Regions from separate parts of the Ovis aries genome. Here region 2 is linked to region 1. A link is a contact called in public Hi-C data. All regions are on one chromosome and are shown on one strand. Each heading gives the region's core, a stretch centred on a gene start, on an enhancer-like site or on the middle of the called end of the contact. The rest is flanking DNA. Distances are from core to core; before and after follow the strand shown.

What was found. A called contact is a pair of places that touch in the nucleus more often than the background predicts.
Region 2: a contact with region 1 is called in a Hi-C map of tail adipose tissue, with 5 times the contacts expected there. The contact joins the promoter of LTBP4 here to the enhancer-like site in region 1. A contact is called at or near these places in 8 of 16 Hi-C or Micro-C datasets (blood, hypothalamus, liver and 3 more).

What each region holds. Positions count from the first base shown.
Region 1 is chr14:49,263,260-49,267,392 of ARS-UI_Ramb_v3.0, forward strand. The region is part of intron 20 of SPTBN4 (spectrin beta, non-erythrocytic 4); the gene reads left to right. Among named protein-coding and RNA genes, the nearest start is that of SHKBP1, 27 kb to the right of the region's middle. Within about 2 kb of position 1,257, at least 10 of the 54 cell types and tissues checked have an H3K27ac peak or open chromatin away from gene starts, as enhancers often do. A contact at or near this core is called in tail adipose tissue, where this site is marked.
Region 2 is chr14:49,306,186-49,310,347 of ARS-UI_Ramb_v3.0, forward strand. It overlaps LTBP4 (latent transforming growth factor beta binding protein 4), which reads left to right and starts at 2,723. Exons shown (of 31, transcript XM_042232071.2): 1 at 2,723-2,894. The coding sequence starts at 2,746.

The DNA.
Region 1 (4,133 bases), core at 7-2,506:
GGTTCAGTCCCTGGTCGGGGAACTAAGACTTCACAAGCCCGGCAGTGCATCCAAAAAAGAAAATTCAGTTAGAAAAATAATGTCTTTGGATGGGGACGTACTATATGAAACATTGGTACAGTGTGAGAAGTTAGAGGCATTTGCAGTTCACCCGGTTGTGACAGATAGCTTGCCTAAGTCCTGATGCTGTTTGATGCATTAAATGAGAGCTCCTTTTTCCAGCCATAGTTGCCAGCGCTTGGTGTTGTCAGACTTTCTAGATTTTTCCCCAGTCTGGGGGATGGGAAGCATTTCTCACTGTGGGATTTGCATTTGCAATTAGAGGGGGGAATTGGCGACCCCAGCACCTGTCTCCCTTTCAGAGGGAGGGTTTGGGGCCCCTGCCCTGGACAAGTGAGGACTTGGCTTGACCCTCCACAGGGCGGTGGGTTCACAGGGCGGCGGGTTCAGCCCCACACACCCTGGAGAGCGTGATGTGGGGTCCCCATTGTTTAAGGGAGAGACTGAGACCTGGCGGAGATGAGGGCCTGGCTGGGAGGGTCACATGGCGATGAGCAGGCTCCAGCGCGGGACTCCTGGGCCCTTTCTCCAGCAGAGGGCGCCCGAGGCGGGGAGTGACTCAGTGGGCCGAGGCCCCCAGACGGAGTCCAGCTGGGCCTCAGGAGCTGCCCCTGGGGGAGGGAACTCCCGTGACCCCTGCTGACTGCTGGGGCCCGCCTGAGATCCAAGACACTGGACTTGTGCGGGAGGGAGGGGGGCGGTCCAGTGGGGCACATTTCCCGGCTGCCCCACCCCTCAGGGCACCCGAGCCGGCTGGGCTGGGGGAGGTGGGGGCCCGGGTCCAGGGGCGTGGATACGTGAGTTCTGTGTCCCCTCTGCCTCGCTCTGGGCCTGTCTCCCAGCCCTGCTCCCCCAGTTCCTCCGTGTCTCCGTTTCTCTTAGTTTTTTCCCCTTTCCTCTCTCCCTCACCTGTCTTTCTCTGCCTCTCCATCTTGCTCGCTCACTCTTCACTTCCGTTCCCCCTCTCTGCCCCTCTCCCTTGACCTCTCCTCGTCCCTGCGTCCTCCTCGCGTCCTTCCCGTGTCCCTCCATCTCAGCCTCTGCAGCAGCCTTTCTGGAACCCCAGTTCCCAGGTCAAGGCCACACGACACCCTCCCCTCAGTCCTCCTTTCGGGCCTCCTCCAATTGTCCTTCCCAGCTGAGGGGCCATATGGTGGAGTCCCAAGCCCCTGCTTTCCCAGTTCCCAGGGGCTAGGCCAGCTGGTCTGGCTCAGCCTTGGGCTCTTGCTCCAGGAGGGAACGGGGGAGCTGGTCTCCTGCCATCTGAGAGGGGACCAGCCAGGGGAAAAGGCACTGGAGGCTTTGCAGCTGCTGGGCTGAGTCCCCAGAGACTTCTTACCCAACTCACCCTGAGCCAGAAAACACTCTGGCCAAGAAAACACCCTCTTTAACTGAGAGGGATAGGGTGAGGAGGGAGGTGGGAGGTGGGGTTTAGGATGGGGGGGACAGACATGTATACCTGTGGCTAATTCATGTTGATGTCTAGCAAAAGAAATCACAATATTGTAATTATCCTCCAATTAAAGTTAATTGGAAAAAAAAAAAGAAAGAAAACACCCTCTTTGCCCCTTTTCAGTCTTTGTCCCACATTTCTTCGTCTAGCTCAGCATGGCCCAGAGTCAGGAGCCACACCGTCCAGGGTTTGAACTCCCATTCTACTGCTGTGTGACTGCAGGTGACTAACCCCACCTTTCTGGACCACATCATCCCGGATTGCAGAGAAGGAGAGTGACCGAGAGCCATGAGGGTTTTTGGTCCCCTGGTCCTGGCTTCAAATTCTGGTCCTGGCAGTTTTCACTCTAGGCCAGGCACTGATCTCTGAGTCTCAGTTTCCCCATTTGGAGTATGGGAAGGCTGCGGGTAGGCTTCCCTGATAGCTCTGTTGGTAAAGAATCTGCCTGCAATGCAGGAGATGCGGGTTCTATTTCTAGGTCAGAAAGATCCACTGGAGAAGGGATAGGCTACCCACTCCAGTATTCTTGGGCTTCCCTTGTGGCTCAGCTGGTGAAGAATCTGCCTGCAATCCGGGAGACCTGGGTTCGATCCCTGGGTTGGGAAGATCCCCTGGAGAAGGGAAAGACTACCCACCCCAGCATTGTGGCCTGGAGAATCCCATGGACGGTATAGTCCACGTGGTCCCAAAGAGTCAGACACGACTGAGCGACTGTCAGTTTGACTTTCAAGGCAGCAGGTGGGTCTGAGTAGCAGTCAGGTTGTTACGGGGGGGAGGGGGGTCTGGGTTTGCGTGTCACCGGGTGGCAAAGCAGCTGAGGTTGTTTTGGAAATAGGTGCCTCTGTGTTTTGTTGATTTGGTTTGGTTTTTGCCTTGAATTTGAATGTCTTTTTAAAAATGAGATATGATTCCATACCACAAAATGCACTTTTTAAAAGTGTATAGTTCAGTGATTTTTAGTGTTTTTGCAAAGTCAAGCAACTCTCACCACTAATTCCAACACAGTTTCATCACCCTGAAGAGAAACCCTGCGGGGCTTCCCAGGTGGTTCACTGGTATAAATCTGCCTGCCAGTGCAGGAGACTCAAGAGATGCGGGATGGATCCTTGGATCGGGAAGGTCCCCTGGAGGAGGAAATGGCAACCCACTCCAGTATTCTTGCTTGGGAAATCCCAGGGACAGAGGAGCCTGGTGGGCTATAGTCCATAGAGTCACAAAAGGGTTGGACATGACCAAGCGATTGAGCACGCAACGAGAAACCCCGTCCTTACTCACTCTCTCTACCAGTCTGCTTTCTGTCTCTACACATTTGCCCGTTTTAGACAGTTCACATAAATGGAATAATACAATATATGGCTCTCATTGTTTTCTGGCTTCTTTCACTTAAAGTTTTCAAGAGTCCTCCATGTTGTTCCTTTGGTTGTAACATTGCAAGCTGGTTTAATTTTTTTTTTTTTTAATGTTAACCTTTAATACCAAGAGAAGGAGAACAACATGGTGGCCAATCCAGCAAACAAAAGCAACACACACACACACACACACACACACACACACACACACACAAAAGCAACACACACAAAACAACAACAACATAAAAAGCAACACACATTTATGGAGACTTACTCTGTGCCGGGCACGGAGCCAGGAGCTGGGCTCCAGTTGTGAGCAATACAAACATCCCCATCTTCCCTGACCTCATGAGCTGTTGCGAGGATTAACTTAATTCATTCTTGTCAAGTGCTGAGAGCGAACATGGGTGTGTTACCCATTATTGCTGTTATGGTAAGAAGTTCAAATGGAAGGGTATGCTGTGAAAAGTAAAAAACCTTTCTTCTCCGCATGCAAGCCCCCCTCCCCAGGGGTATAAGTGCTCTCAACTGTTTCTTCTCTATCCTTCTAGAAATATTCTATGCATACCCCCACATGTACACATGACATACAGACCGCAGTGAAGCTTGCCTTTTCCCTTGGCCGAACAGCCTAGGCATCCCTCCTTGTAGGACATACCCAGTCCTTTTAAACTGTTGCATGATGTTCCAAGGGATAGTTTGACAATGTCATTGACCAGCCTTCTGTTGAGAAACCTTTAAGGCAATTTCTGAACTTCTGCTAGTATAAATAATGTCACAACAGACATCCCTGTCTGTGTGTATTTAAGCCTGTGTACAAGTATTTTAGAATTAATCCTCAGGACTTCCCTGGTTGTCCAGTGGCTAAGACTCCATGTTCCCAATGCAGGGCGTCTGGGTTCAGTCCCTGCTCAGGGAGCTAGATCCTACATGCCACAACTAAAGATCTACTTGCCGAGAAGTAAAGATCTCGCATGCTGCAAGTGAGACACAGCACAGCCAGATAAAGATATATATATTTACCACTGAACCACCTGGGCAGCCCTCCTTCAGTGTTTAGGAAAATGCAAATTAAAATAACTACAATACAGTACCTCTCACTTCTCAGATTAGTGGAGATAAAAAGCTTGCAAGTACCTAATGATGGTGGCCATGTGAGGAGATGGATGGTTTTATATATACACATTTATATATGTATATCAACATATATTCTTTTCTTATATATGTATATTTATAAGTGTATTATAAGAAATATGTATTAGAAAATAATT
Region 2 (4,162 bases), core at 1,473-3,972, 44 kb after region 1:
TGCTCATAGAACTGGAATATTGAGATAGTTTTTTCCATGCCAAGGAATCCAGAACACTGTTTTGGGATACTAGTGATCCTAGAACTGAGGATGAGAATGTCAGAAAATCTAGAATACTAAAGAGATTTGTTTGTTTTTGTTTTTAATACCAAGGTAAAACGCTGTGTGTGAGCACATACAATGGAGGAAGCTTCTGGAATGCCAGGACTCTAGAACTCTGAGAGATTCTGAAGGATTGAGATCAGATCAGGATCCAGGGGTGACATAGAAACAATCCTGGGGGTTAGTAGTGCTGAGAGGGAGGGACTGGGAGCTGAGAACTCCAAATTCTGGGGGGAGGGGAAGCCAAAGCCATCCCCGGAAGTTGCAGTGGTGAGCCAGAGGCTGTTGCCTAGCAACGAGCATTGAAGATGCCCTGAATCCCAAGCAGAAGGGAGAAATTTCGGCAGCGCCCCCAGCAAATGCTCCAGCTACAGGGTAGGAGATGGGGAGGGGGAAACGGGAGCAGGGCCACATCGTCCTGCAGGGCCATGTTAGCAGGGATCATGGGAGCCACACGAAGACAGGGGCACAGCACATTCAGTGGGCAGAGCCGGGCACTCCACCATTGAGCAGGGACAGCCCACGGACGCCCCTGAATGGGGCCTGAGTGCCATTATTACTGCTCCAAGAGGCTGTGTGTCCTGGACAGTGTGTGAGCCCAGACTTCTGGGTGGCAGTATTGGGTGGAGACTGTGGGTAGCGGTGATGGTGTGTGTGTGGCTGTGTGAGTCAGCCCGTATGCCTCAAGGTAAGGAGGGAGGGTGAAGAGACCCCTTGACTCCCTTGCACACGCCCTGGAAGAAGGAGCAGGAGTTGGGGATGAGGTGGAAGCTGAATTGATTGCTGTTAGTCTGGGGTCTGCCCTTTGGTCAGGCCTGGTACCCTGTGTGGGTGGAGCCTGGGATCTACTCAGGGTGGGGCTAAGGCTACAGAACTGGAAAGCTTAGGATTTGGAATCCCTGGAGGAGCAACAAGAAGTGGGTAGGGTTTGGCACCCTAAGTGTGGGGCCTCAGCCTAATTCTTGAGGGAAAGGATTTGGTCTGAAACTCAGAGGAGAAGGGATGGGGAACTGGGGTTCAGGCTCTAAAGCGCTGATGCCTTTGGGAGAAGAGAGGGTTTTTAATTCCAAGAAAAGTGTAGCCTTGAATTTATAATGAAAGGACTGGGCTGGGCTTGAGACCCTCTGAGTTGGAGGGTTGTGAGCAGGGCTTGGAGCCCCCTAAACCCACTAAAGTGGGAGCAGGTGGGGCCTAAGGCCCCTTGTGGCTTGGTGCTCCCAGTGGTAGAGGTCCCTAGGAAGGGAGGAATTCTTTTTTTTCTTTTAATTTCAGTTAGTTTGACTGTGCTGGGTCTTCATTGCTGCATGGGCTTTTCTCTAGTGAGGCACGGGATCTGTACATGCGCCCTTCGGTGGCTGCAGCATATGGACACAGTGCTGCAGTTCCCGGACTCTAGAGCACAGGCGCAATAGTTGTGGTACATGGGCGTCGCTGCTCCGAGGCATGTGGGATTTTCCTGGATCAGGGATCAAATCCGTGTCTCCTGCTTTGGCAGGCAAATTCGTTACCACTCAGCCACCAGGGAAGTCCCGGGACTAGAATTCTTTAAGGAGAAAAAGTCTGCAATTCTGGGAGTGGGCTGAGAATTTTTAAAGCTGAGAAAAATTTAGCTTTTAAAAATTCAGTCAGGGAAGTGGGTGTGGTACCCTCTGGGGAGGGGGGTGTGGACAGGGGTGCAAATAGGGGAGCAGAGCCAGGGGGAGCCTTCTAGAAGGGAAGCGGAGTCTGTGAATTAGGGGCCCAGCCATGGTCCTGTGAGAGGCAGAGGCTACAACTTTCCTAGGAACAAGCTATTGTTTATCAAGTCTGGAACCCCTGAAACACAGGGCCTTGAGAAGGGGCCAATCCTGTGGGAGGGTGTAGAGTCGTGGTACCGTCCGGGGGTGGGACCTGGAGCTCGGTGCAGCATTAGAGTTAGCCCCCGGAATCCTGAGTCTCTCGCGTGAGAAGTGGGCACCCGTGGGGTCTTCCGGAATCTACCCCCGTCGGGGAGGAAATTCGGATGGATTTCTCCCAGGACTGTGAGCCGAGAGATGAGGTCTTCCAGTGGGAGTCTAGTTTAGGGGAACCGGGCTTCCCAGGTGGCTGAGCGGTAAAGAATCTGCCTGCAAACCAGGAGATGCAGGAGATGCAGGTTCTATCCCTGGGTGGGGAAGATCTCCTGGAGGAGGGCATGGCAACCCACTCCAGTATTGTTGCCTGGAGAATCCCATGGACAGAGGAGCCTGGGGGCTGCAGTCCATAACGTCTCACAGAGTCGGACACGACTGAAGCGAGTCAGCAAGCTTTCACGCCTACCACCTACGCATCGACTAAGAGGAGCCCCAGCAGCTCCACATTTGGGGCCTCTTCTTTAAGACAGGATTCACTGAGCCAGTACCCTCCTAGGCACTGAAAATTCCGGGCCCCAGCGCCCCCCGCCCGGCACCTGTCCATGTAGCCCCTCCCCTGTCGTCTCCTGATTGGCCGTGTAGGCAGCGCCCCCTGGCGGCACAGAGCTCTGATTGGCGGGAAGTTCGCAGCCCGCGACTGGGATTGTGGAGAAAATGAGTCGGCCTCCGGCGGGGGCGGGAGGCGGGGCAGCGCCGAGCCGGACCCGCTGGACAGACGGGCCGCCTGGAGCGCGACTCCACGCCGGACACGATGCGGCTGCCTGGCCCCAGCGGCCGCCGCCCCCTCCTGCTGGTGCTGCTGCTGCCGCTCCTTGCAGCCGCCGCCACCGCCGCCTCCGCCGCCGGCCCCAGCCCCAGCCAGGCCGTCGAGGTCGCGGCGATCCCGGGCCGTCCGGCCGGGTAAGCCCCGCTGCGGCCCCTTCGTCCTTGTGCCCCCTCCACCCAATAAGTCTGGCGCTCCAGGAAGACCAGGACTTTCGGATTTAGGGGAACATGAGCCCACTGCTTCGTGATAGGGATAAAGAACCAGAGCTCTTGGATTTATTAGGGCCTTCTGTTTTGTAGGGGTTAGAATCCGAGGTGTATTGAGGTTCTGAGCGGAGGGACTCCCTCCCGGTGCGGTAGAGACAGATGTGGCTCCAGGGAATTCTAGAATTTATTTGGAGCAGGGTCCCAGTTTATATAGGGATGGGGCTTTGGGTTCTCCTAGGATGATAGATGGGTGGGGCCGAGCTGGGATGGGGCCCCCAGGTTTCTGGGATCCTTAAGGAGGAAGAGTATGGGAGGTTATCAAGGTGCTTTAAGGAGTTGAGACGTCCTGGTTTTCTGGGGTTTGGGAATGCTTGAAATAATTAATAGTGACCTTTTCCTATAAGACTTGGAGTTTGGTGTTGATGGCGGAGGGGCTTGTGGGAAATTGTGCGGAGGTGGGGTCCGGGGGGCTCAGATTTCACGAGGGTTAAGGATGCTTTAGTTTCCTAGAATTAGAGGATTCCGGGCTTGAATGAAGTACCCGTGATTTCGCGGCAAGAAATCCAGAATTTCATATAGATTTGGGAGTTATAGCCACTCTTCCTGTCTACGGGTGACGAGATCGGAGGAAACAGTCTGCCCAGTACCCCCACCCCCCGCCCTGCGGCCCAGCGCTCCGTTACAAAGGCCCCGGGCTCCGCTCCCGCCTCGGTCTCTGCGAATACGTTTAGTAACCCGAGCCGCTCCGGGGGCGGGGCTGGGAAGGGGTTAACCCGGAGAAAAGGCGGGAGGGAATGACGGCAGGATCGGGGGTCAGGGAGGCTCCCACCCGGGCCGCCCCTTTCCCTACCAGGCCCCACCCGTCTAAAAAGAGTCCATACTGCCGACGTCCCCTTCGCAGCATCCCGCGCTGCTCTTCTCTCCTGACCTGCGCGCGCACCCACAGCCCTCGTCCCCCTTAGCTTGGGGATAATGGATTTGTCTGGGGGGCCCCTGGGTTGCGACGCACTTGCGCCCAAGCTGAGGGCTCCGCCAGCCAGAATCGAAGACCCTCCCGGCGCGGAGGTTCCTTCTGAAGAACCACTCCTTCCTCGTGGTCAGACGGGAAACTGAGGCCCAAAGATCAGGAGACTCTGGCTCCAGGACACACAGCGTGGAAGGGCAGGAACGGGCTAGAACTCAGACCTCGGGATTCT